Regions from separate parts of the Hordeum vulgare genome. Here region 2 is linked to region 1. A link is a contact called in public Hi-C data. All regions are on one chromosome and are shown on one strand. The core of a region is the stretch at or near the end of the contact, and the rest is flanking DNA. Distances in the headings are between cores, read along the strand shown.

Region 1 (5,470 bases), core at 882-3,381:
CAACAAATGCCAGTTTTTGTGTCAAAAGATGAATAGATAATAATTACATAATGTCACCAGAATTTTGTAATGAAGTAAACTAGTAATGATGATATCAGTTATTCCTCAAAAAACTAGACGTCAGTTATCCCTCAAAACTAGATTAATCGATGAAACTAATATCAACTATTCCTCAAAACAAGATTGTTGATATCAACTATTCCATAAAACAAGATCAATCAATAAAAATTAAGTGGTATGTTAGCATCTAGTGTTTTAGATGATCCTGCATGTTAGATGAGCTTATCGAGAATATTAATGACAACGATGCTTGCAGTTTTATTGTCTAGCTCTACTTTGTCATGCTGAAGCAGCAGCTGGATGGGGTGGTATCAGACCAGTAACAAACCACATCTAGATAATAAAGCTTACCAAATATTCAAGGCACTGGTTCTAGCTTTACCCTACTTATTATTCATTTCCATTTCGGCATTTCAGCCCAATTTGAATCATCATTGGAATATGAATCCAGCAATCAGCAATTACCTTCTATGGTAATTCAAATTTGTAATTCATTTATAGTCCTCCATCAATTCGTCATTGTACACCATCTGCACAGGCAGTGGAGCCTACTGTTCCCATAGTCCTGATACGGCAATAGCATCGGCCTCTCGCAGGGAATTAGATAAGGCATATATGATTGTACTTGTGCGCAGAATTTTCACATGATAAGGCCTCAAGCAGCATTACCTGGTCACATGTATCCATTTCCTTTTTCCTTTCTGCAATATTATACATTCCAAATTTGCGCAACATTTGTGTCGAATTCCAAGTCTTATTTACCGTGTCCAATCATTTCCTTTTCTTTTTTGCAATATTATACATCCCAAATTTGCGCCAGATTCCGACATCTGTGTCGAAATCCAAGTGTTATTCGCCGTGTCCAACAAAAAAACATGAAATCAGACACCTGAATCCGAATTGGATTCGGACACCCGTGCCCATGTCTGAGTCCAAAATTACGTAGATTGGAGGCCGACGTTTTCTTGGATTGTGTGGATTTTGGAAGAAGTTCCCATGTGAGATTCCACATTAGTTCCTCCCTTTCCCTCTGCACACGGGATGGAATCTTCCTTCAAATCCAACACAACCGAGGTTGAGTTATGTGGCAAGTTACCTTTATAGGTGTGTGTTTTAACCTTAAAAACATGTACTGGTAATCCCTATCACCGATGCTGCAACTAAGGTTAAAGATCAGGCGACACATATAGAAAAATCCATGGTTGATGCACATCAACCAAACCAGTGCAATGCAGAACGAGCACTACTCTTTAGACACTCACATCTAATCTGAACATATAGGCGTTAATGAATCAGATGATAGTGCTCCACGGAAGAATTCCATATCAAATGCAGTACTTCCAATACCAACAGTGTCCTGGAAAAGATGAGCACGAGAAACCTAGTAAACACAGAATCGATTCAGCTCTCATGTATGCTTCAATTAAAAGAGACCCTTAGGGGCAAATTCTACTAAGGTGTCACAATGAATAAAGCCAATGCAGAGCAAGTTCTAGTCTCTTGGCCATGCCCCATGCACTCGGATGTCAGATCTACTACTAAAACCATAAAATTTAACCCATTTGGAAACGAAGGAGTAACAGCAGCGCAATTGCACAGATACCAAGGTAAAGGTAAACGGATTTGGGGGAGATTAGGCGGTTTTGGGGGTGCTCACGTTGTCCTTGACCTTGCGGACAATGGCGCGGCGGAGGGCGTCGAAATCGCCGTCATCCTTGAGGCGCCCCACCACCTCCGCAGCAGTCGGCTGCCGCCGTCTGCTGAAGCTGCCGAGATCGGCCATCGGGGCTGGGAGAGAGGGGCAGCGGCTCCAAACCCCTAACCCTAGCGAAAGAGAACTCTGGGTTGTATAAAGATCGGAATTCGCGGGAGCACTTGTTCAGGGGGCTGCTGCCTGCCGTAGGCGGAGACGCGCGCCGGTGGAGTGGTGGCGCCTAGGGTTAGGTCGTCGCCATGGGTCGGTGTAGCTGCGAGGAGGAGAGGACGGAGGAGCTGCGCGAAACGGTAAGTGAGTGGCAGCGGCGAGTAATTACTATGCAACTGCGGTTCGCTACGATCCGGCCGTGTTCTCCTCGGTTCATACTTCATACTCCTATATATGGAGTATATCACTAGTCTCCCTATGATTGGACGCCTTACACTCAATTAAAGTCTCTAATTAAAATTTAATCATTCAATTTTAACCGAATCAATAATTTCTCAACAAGCTTTTCTACTTATTTTTTTTAATTCGCTATGCTCCTTAATTTTGAAGCTTTTTATTCGATTGAGGTGTTCAATTTGAGATTAGGTTCATGATTTCAACTTGATCAATAATTTTTAAAATTAAACAATAGCAAACGACTTATAATAATACATTAATTCTGTGCATCTCTCGTCACCTAGAAACAGTATGGTAACACCAAAATAGTACATGCAGATTGTGACATGATTTATTTTTTCGACGTAAATATCGGTTGATTAGCACATAACACAGAATCACACCATAAAAGACCCATCAAAACACTGTATTATAAATAAAATAAAAAACATAGGTCATCACCTCTCACACTAGCCAAATCAAATTCTTCCTCGAATTCAAGATATAAGGTGTATTTTTTTCTTGAGAAGTCAAATTTATTTAACTTTGACTAAGTTTGGAGTAAAAAATATTGACATCCGGAACACTAAATAAATAAAATATGCGACTTTATTTCATGATGAATTTAACGTTCGCAACTTGATATTATGAATATTAATATAGTTCTTTACAAATTTGATCCAACTTAAAGAGCTTTGACTTTTTAAAAATCTAACACCTATATTTTAAAAACAAATATGTTAATTTATTTGATAAAGACACAACAGCACCAACGGTGCAACAATGCACGTTTAATCCTTCTAGTACCGGTGAAACCTTGTACTCCACCCCTGGCGGTAGGCATGCATGTCGTAGCATTATCTAATGTAGGATTAAGTATTCGTGCTTTTTTTCTATCAATTTCAGTATGATAAACTTAAAAACACGTCCTAGATAAAATGTGCTTGGTATATCTCACTTGAGTTTTGTGTTGCATATACCATGCAATTTTCAAGTTTTTTAATCTTAACTTTTTATGGAATGGACTAACATAATCAAATATGCATTTTATATTTCATGCATGTGCCTTGAAATTGTCATTCACCTATTATAATATCAAACCTTTGGTAGTACTTTGATTATCTAAGCTCTCGTGTATATCATCTTACAACGATAGTTGATCGGACGATGTGTTCTCTTTGTTGCAGGATTGCCATCTCAAGGATTAGCCAGCTCAAAGATTCGTCGTCCATGGCATGTCCTTTTCCTCCTAGAATGCATACGCCCCTTAGATCATGATAGAGGATGACATCGACCCAAAGACTTCCAAATTTCCAAACAAGACGAAGGCATTTGCATGGCTTTTACGCACAATACAAAAGCAAATCTACGACACAAATGTATTGGGCTTAGTAGCTCATGCCAATACCTCTTCCTCATGTGTTCTCTGAAGGACTCCGAGATTAAGGGGTCCTTGGGCCGTCTGCCTATTCTCATGGGCCAGATTCCTCGGCCTGTTCGACGGCCAGTAGAAGCATCAAACTCAAGATGGACTCTTTTGAAGACTTGACGTGCAATCCAAGATGATGTACTAATCGTCATATTCCTTATCTATTGTGACCGATCTTGTGTAAATCCTAGCATCCCTGGCATCTATATAAGCCGGGGGGCATAGTTTGTAGGACACATTAAGCTCATTACGATTAGGGTTTGGACCATAACATCCGATCTCGTAGTAGATCAACTCTGTACTTTATACTACTCTATCAATAACAACAAGAGCATGACATAGGGTTTTACATTCATCAAGAGGGCCAGAACCTGGGTAAACCACCGTCTTCTTCGTCTCTTGTTACCCATCAACCCTAGATCCACAGTTCGGACCCCCTACTCGAGATTAGCAGGTTTTGACACCGACGTTGCTGCTTTCATTGAGAGCTTCATTGTGAGATCGCAAAAAGGCTCGATGGCTCCCTTGGTCACAAGCGATAACATCAAGGCCGGGGATACCTTCATCTCTGGCCAATCCTTTGCTTTTAGCAGTACCACCCCGCACGTCAAGTTGGCTCATCACCAGACTGACGGGGTCACCCTGGGTCAGGAATTTAAGTTTGGAGAGTTGGAATTCATTGACAACACCCGGGGCGACCTGATCCTCTTCGAGGTCTTGGTCTTGGTCGAAGAGCTCGAAAATTCAGAAGCCTTAACTTCGGGTCCTCTTCCCGACCTTGAGTTCGGAATAGATTCTAACCTTGATTCGGCCTCGAGCTAGGATCTGGCTATGGTGTTCGGAGGCACAAGGGTCATCCGGCCTGAACACACGTCCTACGTCGAAGCTCCAGAGTGCATCTCCGCTAGGGCTCTGAGGACCAGTCCGGCAAATCTCTCATGGTCAAATGAGACGGGGACCCGAGCCCAAACGGTGACTATTCGGACGAGCCGATCCCGATCCAGGACCTTTTCGGCCCTGGAACCAGGTGTAGGGAACTTTATTCCCCACCCATCACCCACTTAGTTGCCGGTATTGAAGATTTAACCAATCGGTTAGACTTCTATTCCGAAGAAGCCGAAGATATGGACACAACTATTCAATTGCCTAGTCCTCCCGTAACAGGACGATGGACAACCAGCTCGACGTATGACGTGTACATGATGGACACCCCCAGGGACGAGGGCGCCACGGGGAAAAGTGACGATGAAACCTTGGTTAAAAACAGGGACGACGAGAGCATCGTCGCCAGCGAAAAAACCTAAAGCTCATAAGGGCAAGGAGAGCAACGCGGGCACTCGGGATAATTCAAACCCCGAGGATACGGAAAATCCAGCCGAATCCCCAAAACCTGACGACCCCGAATACGACCCCGACCTACCAGGATACATGGATATTGAAAGCACAATTGCTCCCTAATGTGGTTTTGATAATTGATCACAGCATATGCATCATTGGACTAGTGATCTTATCCTAGGATATTTCAGAAAAGTTCAAAAGATGCATTGGCTAAAGGTTTATGTGGAGATGCCCCTTGATGCAAGAAAGGAATAAGATTGGCTCAAGCTTCAAGCAAGAAGACTCTTCATTTTATATTTGTGAGAAATCACTTTTGAGTCCATAGTAAAGCCAATACTATTAAAAGGGGTGAGGTATTAAAATGAACTGGTTTCTCAAGTGCTCAGAGATAGCCACCAAAAATACTCAGTAATTTTCCCACATAACACTTCTGTCCAAAGACAAATATCTAAAATCGGTGCCACCAAGTTTTCAGATTCAGCCCTATAGATTTTCAACCCACACAGAACCCTAGCCAAACCTACCATTTCGGTACAAGCAATTCTGCATCGGTGCTACCGAGT
Region 2 (5,470 bases), core at 770-3,269, 320 kb before region 1:
CAGTCGCACCAACTATGTTTACCAAACACGCCCCTCAAGTGTACGTGGACCTTACACACTTAGCAGGAGTTTTCGTAATCTGGTATCCCTCGCAGCCTGGTACTAGTAAGGTGTGTCATGTATATCAGGCTTGTTGCGGCAAGGATTGTCCCGTGAGACGTCAGCTCTTGGCTCCGTGTCAAGATAGGCTGATATACCGACCATTCGAGCATGAACTAATTCATTTTTAGAGAAAATGAGTTAATTCATCTAACCCGAGAGAAGGCACGCCCGGCCGGAAGCTAGCCAGTACATTATAGCATTATTACTCACTGCCTCCACAGTGCATTGGATTATTCGGCATCCTGGTTTGTCCGTCCTCTGCTACAGTAACGACGCACGCAGAAACAAAGGAAAGATGAGGACAGAAGTTCTGGATTTGCAGTTTTGCACGAAACACACCACAAGAGCTGTCTGTTGTTGCTGCTGTTAAATGTTAATGCACGCATCACTCATTCACTCTGATCCGCTCTATGAAGCTGACAGCTCATCGGAGATTAAGTAATGCGTGGCCGTAATCCCATAACCCTGCAATATTGCGGATACTCCGCCGTTGTGCGTATCCATGGAGGGATCCAAGGTCACTTGGAACGGAGCTCCTCCGTTGGAACGCTGGTGTTGCTGTTGGGAGGCTAAAACAAAGCAAAAAAAAGAAACCAGACTTGTTTAGAAGGGGTATAAGCAGTGGGCCAACGCCTAAACTAATCGCGCACTCGCATTGGGCTCGGGCCGAAGCGGAACCCCACATCGCCGCGCGTGCGAGCCGATGCGGCGGTGGTGGGGGTGGCCGGAGCCATCATGTGGAGCACAGAACTGAAGCGCCATCATCATGGAGTGCTAAGTATTTCCTTGGTGTCCGTCCTCGCCGCCCGAGCCAGATTAGCGGTCGTGTCCGGCCGGGGACAAAACGTCGCAGCGTATTCCGGACCGAATCATGGGCGCCGCATCATGCCTGCTCCGGACTCCACTCCACGAACCCCATCTTCCTCCCCGTTTTTTCTGCAATCACGTATAGCCTCCGTGCGTCGTCAACCCGCCTTGATCAAGGTGACGACTAGCAACTGTACGAAGGAACCTCTGCGTGGATGGATGCATGCAGGAGGCATGATCCAGCAGTTCACCAAACGCATGTACTGCCATGAGGTCCTGGCTGGCTCTCAGCGGGTACGTGCATGCCATGCGTGTTGGCTGCCTCCTGCCTGCCAGCTTGATCGATCGTCTGCGTGCCGGTGCCTGCCCTCGGTCATGCTTGAGCGTCACCTCACTCGGTACGTTTTTGGTTAATGCCCGTTAGGCGCCGCACTGTTAGTGTTAGAGCTACTAACATGATGGCGCCCCGTAGGACGTCGGCCGTGTTGCACGTCTTTTGGAGGTAAACAACCAAAGATGTGCTAGCTCGCGACCGGCCCGGGTGATGATGGAAGCATGCATGAGGCCTGAGCATGATGAGAATGAGTATATTACTAAGGGTAACATGATCTTTTTACATGTCATTTAACGACTTATAATCCACGTTTAGTTCTTGGAAAGAAATGGATAAGGACTAGAGATTTTTTAGTTGGGACTAAAAAAATCATAGGATTTTTAGAAAAAACAGGGCCTAAGCTGCCTACACTTATAAACAAACGGTACACACGTTTTCTTTACTCCAAAAGAGCATGAACGACGCTCGACCTTGACGACAGTGCAACACAAAAAGCGGCCGGGCTCCGCCTGTAGCTACAACTGCAACAGTGCAGCAGCAACCACTGCAACAGTGCAACATGGAGCGTGCGCCTCCTGAGTCCTGACCCGCACCCACCCACTGACGGAGAAGCCGGGTCCCACCACCATAGCCTCACGCTCTTCATCATGCTTCATGTGCTGCCGCTGGCTCGTGGGCCCCGCGTTCCTGAAAGACGCGACCCCTGCTGTTCCTCCGCGTCCTTTGCTTCCCGGATACGGAAAAAGATGGCTCGCACACGCTGCAGCTGCTCCGGTACCGGATCGTCCGTCGGTAACAGGCGGGACCGGGAGAGACGGGTCCAACACGTCAGTGTAACTGCTGCATGCATGCATGCCAAAGGTTAGTTAATCGGCATCATTTACGCGAGCCGTTCCCCGGATTCCCCGACATGGGCTGTACTTCAATCAGCGAAAACTTTAGGGATTTAAGCCTTTCAACAACACTGCTCCCTCGGCTTTCTTCTGTACCCACTGCTTTGTGGGCTGCAGCTATGGATGGGCCCTAGATGTATGGCAGTATATATTCAAATTATATTTTTATTTTTATTTACTCTCCCCTCATATATATATTTCTGTTGTAATTTTTCAAATTATATTTTTATTTTCATTTACTCTCCCCTCATATATATATATTTCTGTTGTAGTTTTTCAAATATATTTTTATTTTCATTTACTCTCCCCTCATATATATATTTCTGTTGTAATTTTCCAAATATATTTTTATAAATTAGGTCAAAACAGAGGGTATACTCTACACATATGTATGCATCTCCGAACCCGGAGAAAGCTTTAGGCTAACGTCTTTGCTCGTTTGGCCTTCATGTTAAATAAAACAAGAACAATCGCCTCTCCAATATACCCGGTTAGGTTGAGTGCTTAAATTCATTTGGTTTGCGGGATTCTAAAAGCTTAGGAATGAGGAGAAAACTGAATAGAACAAAAATGCATAACAATACAGATGATTGGTAACAAGAATTCTGTCAACTTGTGATGTTTGGTTCACATAAATAAAAAAATCACAAAAATCATAATAAATACGATCAAATTAAAGCCCAACCATAGGATCTAGTCATGATGATTATGCTACTAAGGATTTTAATCTCGTTATTCGTGCATAAGAAATTGAAAAGGAGACCCATGTTGAGGTTATAAATTCATATTTTTTTGGAACTAAGATCAAAGGAAAAAATGTCTACTTTTTTTTCTTTGTCCCATCCTTTAAACCAACCATATCCATCAGATATCCTATACCCAATGGGTATCCAATGGATATAGTATATAACATCTGAATTCTGAAAAAGTAGAGAACGAGGTCTAAAATTCAAGTGATGATGGGAAGAAGTAACACTAATGCGACCTCCTTTCGTGGGTGTCCTCTTGGGGGCATCAAGGAAGTAGAAGCAGCGGTTGGTGCAAGCCTCACGCGGTGGGAGGCAGCGCTTGGAATTGGGGATTGCTAGATCGAGAGTTGGCCAGGAATACGATTGTGAGGAGTCGAGATTTAACCATTTTGAGGAGTCACATACGACGTAGGAGAAGCAACGAGTAGGTTATCATGGGCGTATGAGCTACACTTGGTTTAGGGAATATGAGATTTAGGGTTGGGCCATAGGAGCTGGATGTTGACCCCACATGTCATATGAGTTATTTTCATTTATTAAAAAATAGGCATCCATTGGGTTATGGCCAAATGCATGAATATTACTACCGTAAGAAAATTTCCTATGCTTCTCCTCTACTTTTCTTTTGAACCAGGGAGGCCTGGATTCGAGGGAGTTCATAGAAATATAGGAGGATTTGAACCTTGAAGGAAATTTTCAACTCTGGTCGTTGGATTGACACAATTTTACTAAAAGCTTTCATGGGTGTTAATATATGCCCATGTACAATGAAGTGGATGGGTATGAAAGGATTTTATGGGTATGGGTTTTGGTAGAAGGAGGTTGTACCCGCACATACTCTATCCATTGCCATCCCTAAAAGTTTCTATCGATTAGGTGAAAGTGCATTGTTTCCCTTAATATTTTTGACATTTATGACAACTTATTCTCTGTCTCTAACCACATGCCCTAGTGTAAACAACACCGTCTAATTTGAAGAGAAGCATGGATGGTTATTTCCCTCTACTCGGAAAATAGAAAAGGTGAAGTGCCATACATACTTTTATTTTATTGAGTCCTTAGGGCAACAGTACTATTAAGAGGGGGTGCATCATAACAATAATTGGGAATCAACTTCATGTACACATATGATCTGGCACAACTAAATTCTCGAGTGGGCTGGATCTTTTATATCAACATAATGTTTTTGCCCTCGCCGGAACCTTCAAGATGGCTGAAACTTCTCGGGACGAGAAGGTCCGGGGTGATTTCGGAAAGCTTCCCGGGCACCTAGAGAAGGTGCACTTCTGTGCAATCTTTATGTGTATCCCGAAACTTGCCTGAAACTTTCGTGTCCCAGAACTTCCATGCCATTAACTTCCACTCCTAGGTGTGGCAACTTTCGGGGTACCGAAAGAGAATGCAGTTACACAAACTTTATGTGTAGCCCGGAACCTGCCTAGAACCTTGGCCGAAACTTCCCGGGTCCGAAACTTCTGGTCGTCTCCGGAACTTCCGGACTTCGTAGATATCTGGCTCCAATGGCTCGATCTTGTCTGCACCTATAAATAGTCTTCTTCTTCCCCACAAAGAAGTCGACGACTCCACTTCTCTCTCCATCATTTTTGGACCCCGATTTCTTGGCACTACTAGGGAAAACCCTAGCAGTATCGCGGGTCAAAAGCCTAGTAGTAGTGTCGGTTGCCGAGCGCTAGAGCTAACTTTTAGCATTAGCGCCGGTTGCCCAGTGCTACTCGCAACTGAGTTAGTAGCAGCATGCTTTTTTAACCCGCGCCACTACTAATCGCGCATATTTATTTTTTATATTAATATTGTATTTACACACGGTTATACATATTAAAATACAACATCAATAATAATTATTGAAGAAACAATATTTAGATTAAAAAGGATGGGTGCAAGTGATTAAGTTGGGTTAGTATGAAAATATGATGTTACGACGACGCACGAGTGTTAAATGAAAGGACCTTTCATTCGACACTTGTGTGTCGTCGTAACGTCATATTTTTCTACTAACCCAACTTAACCACTTGCACGTATACACTTTAATATAATATATGTCATCTAATAACTCATCATCCTTAGTCACATAATAACTTATATATCATCATCTTAATCATCTAACAACTTACAATCATCTTGATCATCTAACCATTAGTATAGGGGGGAATATTTTATGATTCCAAAATATTTGAATTTTTTTAGGAAAACTCAGTGGACATATATTTTTCATGTATAAGAGTTTCAACACATGGTCATGTTCAAAATATTGGACAAAACCCTCCAAAACCTTTTCTCTATATTTCAAGTATTTAAAATATTTCTATAAGAAATATTCTCAAATAATTATAGTAAAATTCTAGCGTGTCACACATAGTATATGTGATGATATTTCCAAGATTCATCTCAATCCTAATTGCTTTGGTTAACCAAAATATCCCAAAACCCTGTGTGTCGACATCCAAACTTGAGCAACTTTACAGTGCCAAGTGTCTTTAATTGTTCACAAACTTTGTGGACAATGCCAAGTGTCTTTAATTGTTCACAAACTTTGTGGACATGTTATAACACTCTAATAATGCATC

What was found. A called contact is a pair of places that touch in the nucleus more often than the background predicts.
Region 2: a Hi-C map of leaf shows a contact between it and region 1, with 2.0 times the contacts expected there. The contact joins the enhancer-like site here to the promoter of LOC123449237 in region 1. A contact is called at or near these places in 2 of 6 Hi-C or Micro-C datasets (leaf and seedling) and 1 of 1 datasets of contacts at active chromatin or transcription factors (embryo).

What each region holds. Positions count from the first base shown.
Region 1 is chr4H:518,283,892-518,289,361 of MorexV3_pseudomolecules_assembly, reverse strand. It overlaps LOC123449237, which reads right to left and starts at 2,131. Exons shown (of 3, transcript XM_045126379.1): 1 at 1,718-2,131. The coding sequence starts at 1,843.
Region 2 is chr4H:518,599,015-518,604,484 of MorexV3_pseudomolecules_assembly, reverse strand. No RefSeq gene overlaps it. Among protein-coding and RNA genes, the nearest start is that of LOC123449238, 12 kb to the right of the region's middle. Within about 2 kb of position 2,019, at least 3 of the 3 cell types and tissues checked have open chromatin away from gene starts, as enhancers often do. A contact at or near this core is called in leaf and seedling, where this site is marked.